Regions from separate parts of the Hordeum vulgare genome. Here region 2 is linked to region 1. The links are chromatin contacts, called in public Hi-C maps. All regions are on one chromosome and are shown on one strand. The core of a region is the stretch at or near the end of the contact, and the rest is flanking DNA. Distances in the headings are between cores, read along the strand shown. Region 1 holds the start of LOC123399155 (cellulose synthase-like protein E6). Region 2 holds the start of LOC123399162 (serine/threonine-protein kinase D6PK-like).

What was found. A called contact is a pair of places that touch in the nucleus more often than the background predicts.
Region 2: a Hi-C map of seedling shows a contact between it and region 1, with 2.3 times the contacts expected there. The contact joins the promoter of LOC123399162 here to the promoter of LOC123399155 in region 1. A contact is called at or near these places in 2 of 6 Hi-C or Micro-C datasets (leaf and seedling) and 1 of 1 datasets of contacts at active chromatin or transcription factors (embryo).

What each region holds. Positions count from the first base shown.
Region 1 is chr5H:472,740,954-472,744,597 of MorexV3_pseudomolecules_assembly, reverse strand. It overlaps LOC123399155 (cellulose synthase-like protein E6), which reads left to right and starts at 1,796. Exons shown (of 7, transcript XM_045093580.1): 1 at 1,796-2,275. The coding sequence starts at 2,004.
Region 2 is chr5H:472,912,247-472,915,890 of MorexV3_pseudomolecules_assembly, reverse strand. It overlaps LOC123399162 (serine/threonine-protein kinase D6PK-like), which reads right to left and starts at 2,004. Exons shown (of 3, transcript XM_045093591.1): 1 at 1,748-2,004; 2 at 1-649. The coding sequence starts at 551.

The sequences.
Region 1 (3,644 bases), core at 547-3,046:
TCAACGCGCGCCCAAAAGTTTTTAACGCGCGCATTGTTTTGCAGCGTCTGTTGGAGCTGTCCGGCGCCAAAAAACGAATCTTTTAACGCACGGAGTATTTTTTGGGCGCATGTTGGAGATGCTATGACAACGCAATAAAAAAAACCTTATCCTCCCCCGCGCCGCCCCTCCTCTGGCGACCCGGGGGAACCCCCCAACGCGTCGCCGAGTTCGGCCCCTCCCTCCCGCCAGCCTAGCCGCCACCCGAGGACGCCGCTGGCGAAGGCCGCGCACGCTCCAGTGAAGGTGGTGGCCGGGCGCTTTCTCCTCCCGTCCTTTCCTTCGCTCAAGGAGGGGCGACGCGCCATGCTGGATCTGGAGGCCGTGCTCGGGGTCAGGCGGCGGCGGCTGGCCCGTCGGCGACTGAGGGGTGGTGGTTGGTCCGTCTGCGCAGAGGTGGTGGCTGGCCCGTCTGTGCAGAGGTGGTGTCGGAGGCTTCGTGTGTGGGGCATCTTGGGGCGGCACGGCAGTGCTCCCAGGCACCAGATGGCGTGGATCTGACGAGGCCACGACGGCTATCTTAGCCGACAGGCGGCGCAGGTCATGATGGTGGCTCCTGCGTGGCCATGGCGTGATGGCTTGGTGAGAGGCGTGCTAGCTAGTGGAGGTGTTGTGCGTGGGGTTGTGGTGTTGATCGAGAGGTGCTCCGGGCGAAAGCTTGCCGGGCAAGAGTTTGCCGGCGGATGGTACCGACGCCTGTGGATGCTGTCTAACCTTCTTGGAGGCACCGTTGAGGAGTTCTCTTCCTGCACACCCTCGGATCCAGGTCTTCGGGTGAAAACATTAGCCCCGGTTGGGTCGGACGACGGCGTCGGCATCGTCGCTTCCTCCTTGGTGGTGTCGTCTTGAAGAACTTTGGATCTCGTTTGCACTCTCCAGGGTCTAGACGCTCGCGACATTGCGATCGGATGGGGCTCGTCCGGTAATGTGGTTGATCTGCGTAGCTTCTTGTGTGGCAACGATGGCCCCTTCAAGCGGAGCAGGATTTGTTGTTGGGCTTTGGTAGTCGGTCTCATCCGGCGTGTTCGAGGGGTCGCCGTGCCTCTCTTGTCTTCTGAAGTCGGAGCTGTTTGAGGAGGAACCTTGCGGCAACGATGACGTGAAGACGGATGGTCGGTTCTGGCGCTGGCTCGGCGCAGGTCCAGTGCTTTTTATCCTACAATGCTCGTCGGCTGAGTCGAAGCTGCCTGGTCGCTGGCGCGTGTGGTGGACTGTTTGGCGTTGTCCGACGCAGGCCTCTACGCTCGTCTGCGGTGGAGGTTACATCGGTGGTCGTCGATGGTGAAGTCGAAGTCGCCCTCGCGGAGGCGTGATGACGATGACGCTGGAGTACAACCTCGACGGAGCTCTTCCCCTTGACGGCGTGTATGCGTTTTTGTGTAGGTTGCCACGTCGCCCTGTGTGCCTTGTTATGGCGGACGCATTGTGACGGTTTTAGCCTGGTTATTCGATTATTAACCGGACAACTTTCTTCGACCTTTTTTTAATGAGATCGGTAGGGAGCGTGCTTTAAAAAAAAAGAACAATGTTGGGTTGAGTCAGTCACACAGGGACAGTGGCGGCCGTGAATGGACTCAGAGCCGTGCACTGCGCCAGGACCAGGAGACCGCCGCCACGTGCACGTAACGCAGGCGCACGTTTACGATGGCATCGCAGCACAACACAGAGCGAGCCCAGAGCGAACCGTGTCCTCTTATGGCCATGCGCGGGCGGGTGGCCCCTGGCCACTGGCCAGTTAGACGCGATACGATGGAGCACGCACGGCACCGCACGGTCCATGGACCCATCCAACCATCGAGAGAGCTGGACCGGCCGGCTAGCCGCTAGCGTCACTGCTGATTGCAAGGCCGCCTCCTCCGCGACCATATATGCGCGTACGCGAGCGCGCTCGGCGCCTCCAGCCTCCATACAAGCGTTTGACACAGCTCGACGAGAGAGCTTGAGAGAGTGAGCCAGTGGCAGAGATGGAGGAGAAGGCCACTCGTCTTCGTCTGTTCGAGACGGAGACGCACGGGGGGCGCGCGGCGTACAGGCTCCACGCCGTCACGGTGGCCGCGGGGGTCCTCATGCTGCTCTATTACCGGGCGACGCGCGTGCCGGCCGCCGGCGAGGGCAGGGCGGCGTGGCTGGGCATGCTGGCGGCGGAGCTCTGGTACGCCGCCTACTGGGCCGTCACGCAGTCCGTCCGCTGGAGCCCCGTCCGCCGCCGCCCCTTCAAGGACCGGCTCGCCGCCAGGTACGTACGACCACGAACCACGTCCGTCCGCCCGTCCGTGTTACGACCGGCCGACGACCCACGAACGGCATGATCGATCGAGGGAGATGGATGGCACGCGGTTTTCTTCTTCTTTTCTTCTTTGATTTGAAGCAAGAGATAGTGTCATGCAGATGCGCGCAGGCGTACGTACGTGTTTGCGTTTCCCTTGTTAACTACTGTACTACTACTACTAGTCTGGTCCTTAATCCGTACGTAGCTGTGGTGATACGTCGTCGTCGGACCTACTCCTGTTGATGTGGCGACGAGGAGTACAGTACGTTTTTCATCACCGGGAGTGGGAGTAGAGCTTGTGTAGCACGAGCACGAGAGGTCTGCTCGTCATGCCTTGTGTAACGGCTGCCGGGCAGGACAGCTTTGCTTATTTATTACCGTACGTGCGAGGCAGCGGTCAGCCAGAACGGCAGTAATTAATGGCGTCCAGCGCACGGGAAACTGCCTAGCTAGTCAGCACGTCAGCTGCAATGGATGCAGAACAGACGTGTGCTGTCGTGGCATGACAGCACTGCTGGACGCCGGTAGCTACACGACCACACGAGTGCTGCTGCCGCCGCCGCCTCCAGTGTAGCGCGGCGTACCGATTAGTTTTGCTGGCCTCGTGCACCACGCGGTCCACGCCGAGGCGGACTTGCACGGCCGCGTACGTCAACGCCCAAAAACGATCTTTGGTTAATGCATGGACTGTGTGCCAACGAGAAGGCGACATCTCATCAGTTTCATGCACAACAAGATGGTATGAGTTTCTGTTTCTATTTTTTACTTTCCGACAACATTCCTTAATTTCGACAAGATATATGGGAAATACAAGAGCAGTTGGTTAGGACTTCCGGGAAATAGTGCTTCACAACACTGCAACGACTAATGTTTTAAGATTTCTAAGCCAGTTTTTTGGTAGGCTTCTAGTGGTTTTCCACCTGGTGGATATTAAAAAGAGATTACTGCCATCTGATCACTAGTGGACTCGGCTCAAACGACAAGCAGCTGTTCGATTATGTTGCCCCAAGAAAACAAACAATCTAAAGTAATAAGATGCGCAATTTGTCATAATTCGAATGGAACCAGGCCCATAATCTGCAGTTTTGCACAGTACATGGAGGCTTGGACTTCACCGACTGACGTAGAAAGCCAGTGCGATTTCGGGTTGGAAAAACGACTGAGACCGCCAAAGAAAAAAAGTTTGATTACGTGAGAATTAGCAAAGGCGATAAAATATAGCTAATTACTAATGCCACAATATGACACGCTATAGCATATGATTATTTTGAAATCACGGGTTTATGTTCTTATTTGATCAATTAATTTTGTTAAGTCTCAGTCGAACAAGACTTTG
Region 2 (3,644 bases), core at 755-3,254, 170 kb before region 1:
TTCAGACCAAGAACGCCCTCCCTGGATTTGACCACTTGGATGGCCTCCCACCTCGAATCATTCCCTTTGTGCGGCTTTGTGGTGGCACTGCTCATGCTGCTGCAGGAGCTCTCATCACTCAAGTCACTACTTGCACTCACACGGCACATGCTGCTCTTGCCACTCTCGGTGAAATCTCGGCCACTCGTCTTAGCACTACCGCTGGTCTTACCCAGACTATTTGTCCCATCACTCACTTTAGCTGAAGCAAAGCTATCACTGATACTACTCTTTTGCGAAGACTTCTTTTCTTGATTCTCATTGGAATCAGAGTTCTTGATCTCTTTTGACTCATCAGATTCTCCCTCTGGAGCTAGTGGCACATCCAGAACCTCAGAGTCTGGAGAGAGGTCCGGAGTATCCTTGTCCAGCACAGGAGCTGGAGATTCTTTCTGCTGGTCCGGCTCCCCCGAAATCTCCTCAGCAGCAGATCGCTGCCTGTCATCTTCCCCCATTTCCACTGGCTTTGCCGCTTGCTCTGGCATACTTTGGGAGGCAGGTTTGGAAGACATGAACTGAGCAAGCGGTTGACCAGAATCACAACAAGCGCCCAGTCAGTGCTCACTGCTCAGTATAACAAGGCTGACTGGGCGATTCGCAACCTCCTAACCTGCAAATCAATTTGCGGAGACAGGGTATCAGCACACCAATAAAATAACTAGGGTTTGTTCGTCGGCAACAGTTATAGTATCAATTCACCGAAACAGAACCGGAAAGGGGATCAGAAATATTCCAGGAAATCCAAACCACCAGGTAAAATCGACAGAAACAACAACCTAGACCGGACAAGCCGAGCAGAAAAGAAAGAAATCGCCACACAGAAAGAGAAAGGGGAGGGGGGAATCTTTCTGAGGATCCTCCATCCATGAGAGAGACCAGGAAGTCACCTGCAGACAGGCTCACACACAAGCTACTAGTACAACTGAGCGCTCCGCAGATCCATCCACCCGGCCGCCGCCCCTGCCACCCCGCCGCATCCCAAAAGGCGCCGCGCCAGAGAAGAGAAGAGAAGGGTATGGGAGAGAAGAGAGGGGAGAGGGCAGAAAGAAATCACAACCGGAGCTGAGGCAGCATCTCCCACAAAAATAGGGCGGAGTGGGCCAGAACCGCGGGGATTAATAACAAAAGGGAATCTTTAAGATATCCCCAAAGGAAAGAGGCGAGGGAAGGGAAGGGAAAGGGGGAGGAAGGAGGGAGCATTGCAACCTGGCACAGCTGCGAGCTCGTCACAAGGCGCGCGCGCACATCCCTTTGCCTTTCCCTTCCCCTTCCCGCAAAGGAAGAAGCAGGCAGGCAGGCATGATGGGGCGCGCGCGCCATGGATCATATGAGCCACAGCGCGGCGGCAAGCACACATGCGGTGTCGCGCGTACGTACTACAAGGCATGACATCCACATCCACATCCACATCCACATCAGGGCATGGGGGGGCGCTCACTCCAGCGTAGCGCCCCCATTGAATGCAAGCGAGCAGGCAGGCAGGCGAGCAACGGAAAGAAGGAAAGGGAACGAGGGGGGAAATGTTTTTTTAATAATGAATGAAAGGGGGGGCGGGATTGGATCTGGAGAGTGATGGGCGGCGCCGCGGATCAAGAAGAACAAGCGAGCGCCCACATCCCTGCACCACCTGAGGAAAATGACGCCGCCCCTAAATCCCTAGAATCAAGCAGCAACGGCGGGGCCGTGGCCGGGGAGGCGGCGTACGTACCTTAGGAGGAGCGCGTGGCGGCGGGTCGGGGGAGAGGGGACGCTGCGGCGGCGGCGGCGGCGGCGGCGGGATATTCCTCGTCTCCGCCCATGTGCGTGTGCGGGCGAGCAATGGCGGAGGGAGGGAACTGGATGGAGGTGGGGGCGGGCGGAGTGGCGAGAGTACTAATTGGTGTGGGGATTCATCCGGGCAAGGAAGGGGGAGGGAGGGAGGGAGAGCTGCTGGCGCTGGGTCAGTGTGGCTGCAAAGAGACAAGTGCTTGTGGGGGAAGGGAAGGGAAGGGTCAAAGATGATGGTAGTGGTGAAAAGCTGGGCTTTTGGGGCGCATAAACTAGAGACTAGAGAGCGGTTGATGATGATGATGGTGGTGGTGAGTAATTAAATTTAAACCTCCCTGGCTGGGGCTGGGTTAGGGTGGGTGGGGGGTACGGCGTGCAGGGCGTGGTCTCCCTCTCGCTCGCCCTTTTTCCCTCGGACCGAGACGAGACGAGACGGGACTCCCGTGCCCAACGTCCCCTGATGTGGGCTATGGTGCTGGAGATCTGGAATGGCGGTGGAGGTCCCTCCCATCCTGACCGTCCGCTCTTGTAATTAGGGTTCCAGGGGGGGTATTTGTGCGCGTGCTGTAATTCTAATTTGGAAGCGTTGATCTAAAAGTTTGCACTGCTGTAGAAACAGGGTCATTCGACCAATGCGATAGGGCCTATCCATTCGTATCAGGGAATCGTTTTCCACCCGCGCCCCGGTCGTCCCTCGCGCGCAGCCCCTTGTAACATTTTTTTCACCCACGTGTTTCACTGGTCAATGGATGCAACATTTGTCGTTCAAATTTGTAGCAACCAGCATCATTTTTGCTGCAAGCATTTTTTTACTATTTTTTGTTCCAGTAAAAAAACTGCATATACGTTTGGTTGCAACTTCAGTTCGTCGGATTTTTCGTTTTTTTACTTTTGCTACAACCATGTTATTTTTTGCTACAACCGGCATCATGTTTTGCTGCAACCGTTCACTAAAAAAGTTGCATACACGTCACCTAAATATTTGCTACAACCGGCGTTTGACTTTTGCTACCACATACCATCAGCTTCATTTTTTTGCTACGATCACGCAGATATTTTTTTTGCTACAAATTTTATTTTTTGTTGCAACCGTTGAAAAAATTGCTGTATCGCATCGAAATTTTGCTGCATAGAAGAAAAAATGTTGCATGCGGATCCAACGGTGCGGACGCGCGGGGGTTGGTGGATCCTGCGGCCCGCGCGCGGCCGGCCGAAAGTTTGGGCCGCGCGCCGGCGCAGATCACTCCCCTTCCTATTATGTTATAATTCCTCGATGGTTGAACACTTTTTTCATCATTACTTTTCATAATAAATTACTTCCTCCGTACGAAATTACTTATCACATAAATAAATAGAAATAAAGTATTTAAAACTAAAATGTATCTAGATACATCCATTCTTATGACAAGTATTTTGAACGACGGGAGTATATAAAAAAAAGGAGTTGATAGAGCACGGAAAATGCAAAGGAAGAAGAAGGGGGGTGCCATCATATTCCATTGTCCTCGCGAACAAGAGGTTGCACTTGCACGAGGAACATCGTCACCATAGACGAGGGCTCCAACCAGACGAGACCATCCATGATGCCTTGACGCTATATGCGTAGCCCAAGAGCAACGGGCAACCGAGTCCACATTCATGCAAAGAGCCACATGCAATCGAGGCTACAACAACAACAACACCGTGTGTGAAGCCTAAGGGCATCAAGGAGCAGAGTCCACACCTAGATCGCTTCACCATGCACACCTACCATCAATATCGTAAAAGGTAAATTTTGGCACCACCAGCACGAGCAGGGAAGGAGAGCTATGACAGCCACACACGAGCCACTTGTCTCT